Regions from separate parts of the Mus musculus genome. Here region 1 is linked to region 2. The links are chromatin contacts, called in public HiCAR-type maps. All regions are on one chromosome and are shown on one strand. The core of a region is the stretch at or near the end of the contact, and the rest is flanking DNA. Distances in the headings are between cores, read along the strand shown.

The links. HiCAR-type assays count read pairs that join an accessible place to other places.
Region 1: a contact with region 2 is called in a HiCAR-type map of fibro-adipogenic progenitors, with 8 times the contacts expected there. The contact joins two enhancer-like sites. A contact is called at or near these places in 15 of 39 promoter capture datasets (the 3T3-L1 cell line, 3T3-L1-derived adipocytes, the C10 cell line and 8 more), 1 of 15 datasets of contacts at CTCF or cohesin (the NIH/3T3 cell line), 3 of 484 Hi-C or Micro-C datasets (bone marrow-derived macrophages, embryonic fibroblasts and nephron progenitors) and 3 of 115 datasets of contacts at active chromatin or transcription factors (embryonic stem cells, fibro-adipogenic progenitors and stem cell-derived neural progenitor cells).

The regions. Positions count from the first base shown.
Region 1 is chr17:7,838,977-7,842,209 of GRCm38.p6, forward strand. No RefSeq gene overlaps it. Among named protein-coding and RNA genes, the nearest start is that of AU041480, 3.4 kb to the left of the region's middle. Within about 2 kb of position 1,730, at least 24 of the 459 cell types and tissues checked have an H3K27ac peak or open chromatin away from gene starts, as enhancers often do. A contact at or near this core is called in fibro-adipogenic progenitors, where this site is marked.
Region 2 is chr17:7,438,016-7,440,808 of GRCm38.p6, forward strand. No RefSeq gene overlaps it. Among named protein-coding and RNA genes, the nearest start is that of Gm36458, 23 kb to the left of the region's middle. Within about 2 kb of position 1,301, at least 3 of the 459 cell types and tissues checked have an H3K27ac peak or open chromatin away from gene starts, as enhancers often do. A contact at or near this core is called in fibro-adipogenic progenitors, where this site is marked.

The DNA.
Region 1 (3,233 bases), core at 480-2,979, 400 kb after region 2:
GTAGACCTTTCTCTAGAGGGGCTTCTAAAGGTGGTTCAGGAAGAAAAGGCAGACTTGGAGAGAGGATCTGGAGAACGAAGAAAATTTAAAATAGAGTATCATAAAGATGTATGGCCTAGAAACAAGATAACAGAAATTCTGGCTTTACACACAAGAGAGTGGGTTCCATGTGAGTGTTGGCAAAGGTGTCCAAATGCACTGCCTTTGTTTGGGTGCAAAAACAAAAATTAGGAATAACTACATTTTTCGTTGTTGTTATACATAGCAAAATTGAAAATTTTGTAGCATACAACCTCAAGGCCACGAGGAGTGGCTTTCATCACCCATTTCTCCACTGTGGGCAGATAAACTGGATGAAGTAACAGCATTGTGGAATGCCCAAGCCGTGCACTGAGAGACCTGACTGCACAGTCACGTATGCAAAGCACATTTTTTTCTCAAGCACACATGGAATCCTTCTAAGAAAATCTGACCATAAATTGGGTCAAACAGTAACAGAGTAAATTTCACAAACCCAGGATCATACACTCTCTTTTTATTTTGAGATGAAATCAGGAGTCAAAATGGAAATTTAAATTTTTTTCTAGAAATTAGACATCATCAAATAGAACCTTTTGATGCTAAATAAATTTGAACAATAATGAACTTTGTGTATGGCAACTTGTAAGACGTTGAAAACATAGACATGAATGAAAACCATGGCACATATATACACAGAGATTTAAAAAGTAGACAATATATATCTCTAATGTGGAAATAGGAGAGAAATATGCAACTTTAAATTTTCGTGTTTAAATATGTAAGAAACAAAAAAGCTAGAGACGGCATGGATAAAGATGGACAATGGGGTTTTTAAAAGCAAATAACTATAAAGCCATATATACTAAAAAAAAGTATATTTGAATTGTTGTGATTATTTTATCTGATTACAATTACTTCACCAAATATCTTGGCAAATTTGAAACTGAGGTAAAATAAGAAAATTCCTGGTCTGGGTACATTGGTGCACACCTGTAAACGCAGCACCAAGGAGGTGAGGCATGTGAATAAGACCCTGCTCCAGCTGCAAAGCAAGAACCTATACAGAAAAGGCCTGGGACGGGCCTTGGTCTTCAGCCACTGAGAGTTCACAAGGCCCTGGGCTCCATCCACTCACAACAATAAACAAACAATTCCTAGAGATTATAGTTTCTAAATTTGACCCCAGAAGAAAGGAAGTCCCGAATGGTCATATAATGAGACTTGATAACAAACTAAACGACTATAGTCTGATGCCAGGAGAATAAAGCAGATACACTCAGGACTTTGGTACAAATATCATTTCAAAAATTAACAAATCAGATCCAGCTTAATATGGAAAAAGTGAAAGCATACCCAAATCCCCTTACGAATTCAAGAGACGTTTAAATTTAAGAGGAAATGTCATTTACCACCAATAGGAGAATGACCACATGGTCCTCATACGGTCACATGGCCATTTGACTCAGAAAGTAGTTGATAAAATTCCTCCTCTCCTCATGTTGGAAAAAAAAAGAGATTATTCTTATTAAATTTACAACCCAAGGGAGATCCCATAGACTCATGGATAGTCTCAACCAGGACTCTCCTGCAAGTTGCCCTTAATTTTGAAACACAGGAAGCACGGATGTTTGTGGCCATCAGCCCTATCCCAGCTGCTCCAGAGTCTTTGGCACACAGAGTCCTCTATCTCTTCCAGGCACTTGGCAATATTTCCCCGCTGTCAGTTGCACGACTTGGCACGTGAAAGCCAATCTTTCCACATGTCCTAGCAACAGAGCAACAGGGCTCTTTATTTACTTAAGTAATCTTCCTTACCGTGATTCTGTAAAGCACACGCGGGCTATTGATCTCATTCATCCTGTTTGTTCATTGACATGATTGCGGTGGGGCTCAAATTTGACTCTTAGGAGAATCGTGACAAGCCCAGGTGTTAGCTCTGAGAATCTTTCTCCTCTGGGTATTTTCCACTGTCTTTAAAAGTCTGGGTAAAAGTAGGCAGAATTCAGAAAATCGACACACATCTCCATTTATGACATAGTTTGGTAGCTTAATTGTGGGCGTGGAGTCATTTCTTCATACTCTCCCCAGGACACACAGTTCTTAGTGATTCAGCTCATCTTTCTATAGAACTCATCTATTGCTTAAGTCACCTGGAAGTTTTTCTTTACCAAACTCAGCTAACCCTGCATGCAGTGCTATAAATGGAATGGTGTTTCTGGCCCAGTTGCTCTGAACTGTTATTATGCGCTGCCAATTCAAATCACAAGTTGCTCTACTTTCATACTTGCCTTTTTCCCCCCTGATGTATATTAAAGTAAGAATATAGTAACCCGTAAGTATGTTCACTGAAGAAACCCTTAATATCATGGTAGGCCACCCTTTGTGCCAGTATTTACTGATTATGTCATTGTTTATAATCTCGAAGGTGGTTGTGTAAGAAGGCTGTGTCTAATTCTGTGACTTAACGTACTTGTGAATCACCCCACGTATCAGCAAAATTAATTCGACACGAGATCATTTCACTAAGGGTGCCTGCTGCAAACTAATACAAACCAGCTGTATTACAAGTCACAAGTGAGTTGATTTGTTGGCCACAATCATTGTACTAAAAAACAAACAACTCTCAAGAAATCAAAGTGGAGGCTAGAGTGGGGGCTAGAGGGAGGGCTCCGTGGTTTAAGAATGCTTGCTGCTTCCCCAGAAGACCTGCGTTCTGTTCCCAGCACTCCCCGAGGGCAGCTCCCAGCCGTCTGTAACCCCAGCTCCAGGGGGTCCGATGCTCTCTTCAGGCCTTCTCCAGGTACTCACACACATGTACCCAGACAACATAGGCACATACACATACATAAAAATAGATAGTTTTAATTAAAAAAAAAGGAATAAGATTGAAACTGTGTTAGGAAAATGGAGAGAAGATTCTCTGTAACACTAACAGTAAATCAAAGTAAAGCAAGCCTCCAATCCTTCCAGATGTTGCTAGAAGTTTCCACACTGCTTCAGACAGGTGAGCAATAAGGGTATTCATTGTTAAAATAAATAAATAAACAAACAAACAAACATAACTCTTAATGTGTTTTGACAAAGAATTGAGAAATTAGCTAAGCTTTTAAAGAGGGTTAGAAGGGTAAGACTTAGTGGGTTAAAGAAAAGGCTAAATTACACAGGTTGGGGTAACAGGACCCAGGAAGGCCCTGGGACAGAAACACCCAGCC
Region 2 (2,793 bases), core at 51-2,550:
ATAAGAGCTTGCTTAGTACTACTTTCCCTAGACAATGAGCTGCCAGTGGTCTATCCTGCTCTAACACCAGTGGGCCGCAATGACCAGCACGGCAAGATACTCCAAGATACACTTGAGGCTCAGGGATGAGGGAGTGGAAAGACTGTAAGCCAGAGGACCAGGACATCTGCTATGACATAGTCTATAATATATATGACAGGAAGGGTGTGTGTGTGTATTGGTGAATCAAGACCCATATCAAGAATAAAAAGACATGACCCAGCCGGGCATGGTGGTGCACGCCTTTGATCCCAGCACTCGGGAGGCAGAGGCAGGCGGATTTCTGAGTTTGAGGCCAGCCTGGTCTACAAAGTGAGTTCCAGGACAGCCAGGGCTACACAGAGAAAAACCCTGTCTTGAAAAAACCATTAAAAAAAAAGAAGAAGAAGAAGAAGACATGACCTATTTTCATGACATGCTGCCTACTTATAGCAGTGAAACTTCTGTTGTGATGCTTCTGGAACAAAAAATAAGGTTTCTTAGCTTTGTGTAGGTGAAAGAACTTGAATACTTTCAAATTCAAAATCAGCATGTAGCAATTTTGAATACATGCTGTCTGTCCCTGTAGTCTCTTCATTTGCAATGTGTCAGTTCCACATTTTTGCCCACTTGCTTGCTCCCTGAAAGCCCAGAACACAAAGTTCTTTCTCTCTTGTGTGCCTTTTGTTCTGAGCATATAATATGGCTGCATATTCAAGCAAATGGTGTGATTTGCTATGTTTAACATAAGGCACAGGAGTGAACACATAAAAGCTACTAAGAAGCTAGATAGCAAAAATGATTACTGTGTAAGGCTGTATTCCCTTGAACCCTGCTGTATGCGCGTGCGTGCGTACGTGTGTGCGTGTGTGGGGCTCTTGGGGTCTGGTCTTGGTGCTTTGATTAAGCCCTGTGAGATACTCCTGGCTAAGACTACATCTTCTCTTCTCTGAATTGCTCAATTAGCCCATCACACTGGCTGATTTTGAATAACCTTGATGCAAGCTAGAGTCACCAAAGAAGGAGCCTCACTTGGGGAATTGCCACCATAAGAACCAGCTGTAAGGCATTTTCTCAATTAGTGATCAAGCGGGGAGGGCCTGGCTGGTGCCGACCCTGGGCTGGAGGTCCTGGATTCTATAAGAAAGCAAGCTGATAAAGCCATGTAAAGCAAACCAGGAAGCAGCACCTCTCTATGGTCTTAGCATCAGCCTCTGCCTCTAGGTTCCTGCCTGATCATCCCCGACTTCTACCTCCTACTTAGGCTGTTTATTTCTTTCAGGGAGTGATGTAATTATTCAAGGGGTGATGTAATTATCTTGGCCCTCTATTCTTTTGCTTGTTTATCTCCCTATTAGAACACAAACTTCAAGAAGGCAGAAACTTGAACCCTTCACATCCCTCATGGCCACGTCTCCATACACTGTGTTAGTACAGTTGGAGCCGATTTCAGCTTTCCATGTGGCAGGCCCTGAGAGGTCTTCACAATGACTAGAGCTTCGTGATGGGCCCTGCTGGCCTCAGAGTTCATGATCCTGCTGAACAGCATGTATATCAAATAAGGTGTCCTGATTAATTGTCATGTAGGCATGTAGGATGTGAAATAGGGACACAGAGCCACGCAGTTTACAATTGGGTTTATATTCATGGAATGTGCTTTCTTTTCTTTTCTTTCTTTTTTTTTTAATGTTTGTTTTATTTTATTTTATTTTATTTTATTTTGTTTTTTCTTTCTTTTTCTTTTCTTTTTTCTTTTTTTTTTTTAAGAGGAACTCAGATCTCATTACGGGTGGTTGTGAGCCACCATGTATTTGCTGGGATTGGAACTCAGGACCTTTGGAAAAGCAGTCGGTGCTCTTAACCACTGAGCCATCTCTCCAGCTCCTCTCTTTTCTTATTAAATTATTTGATAAATGATATTATTTCAATTAATTTTGATGAACTGGAGATGGAAGAAAGCTCTGCTATTTGTTTTGTATTCACCAGGGTATTCCTTTTAAAAAAATAACATTTTAGGTTAGCATAAATAACTATCAGTTTTATCATGGATCTTCATAGATCTTCACTGACTGTTTCCCAACAGGAAATCAACCAGTGACCAAGCTAGTTTAGTCTGCCACAACACAGTACCTTAGTGATTAGGGTTTGAGCTGTCGGACATTTCTTTGCTCTCAGTTTGACTGTTCGAGGTCTTTTTTTTTTTTAAGATTTATTTATTTACTTTATGTATATGAGTACACTGTAGCTGTCTTCAGACACACCAGAAGAGGGCATCAGATTGCATTACAGATGGTTGTGAGCCACCATGGGGTTGCTGGGGAATCAAACTCAGGACCTCTGGAAGAGCAGTCAGTGCTCTTAACTGCTGAGCCATCTCTCCAGTAGGTTCTGGCTGAGTCAGTGTCTGCAGAGGGCTGTTGTGGGAAGCCACATGTGCCGTTGCAGAGTGGCACTGACTACTGCTGGCCACCACGCATAAGTTTGGACAAACAACCAATGTGTACATATGCAGTAAAGTTTTTTGCAAAGACACTGCCTGGCCCAGGCATGATAATGAGGTTCTGTAAGGTACTGAGAGTATAACCAATCAGATGTGAGACATGCAAATGAGGTATGATAATGAGGTTCTGTAAGGTACTGAGAGAGTAACCAATCAGATGTGAGACATGCAAATGAGGTATGATAATGAGGCTCTGTGAGGTACAGAGAGAGAGAGTAGCCAATCAGATGAGGAACATGCAAATGAGGCTTAGTGCATAACCAATCCGGGTGTGA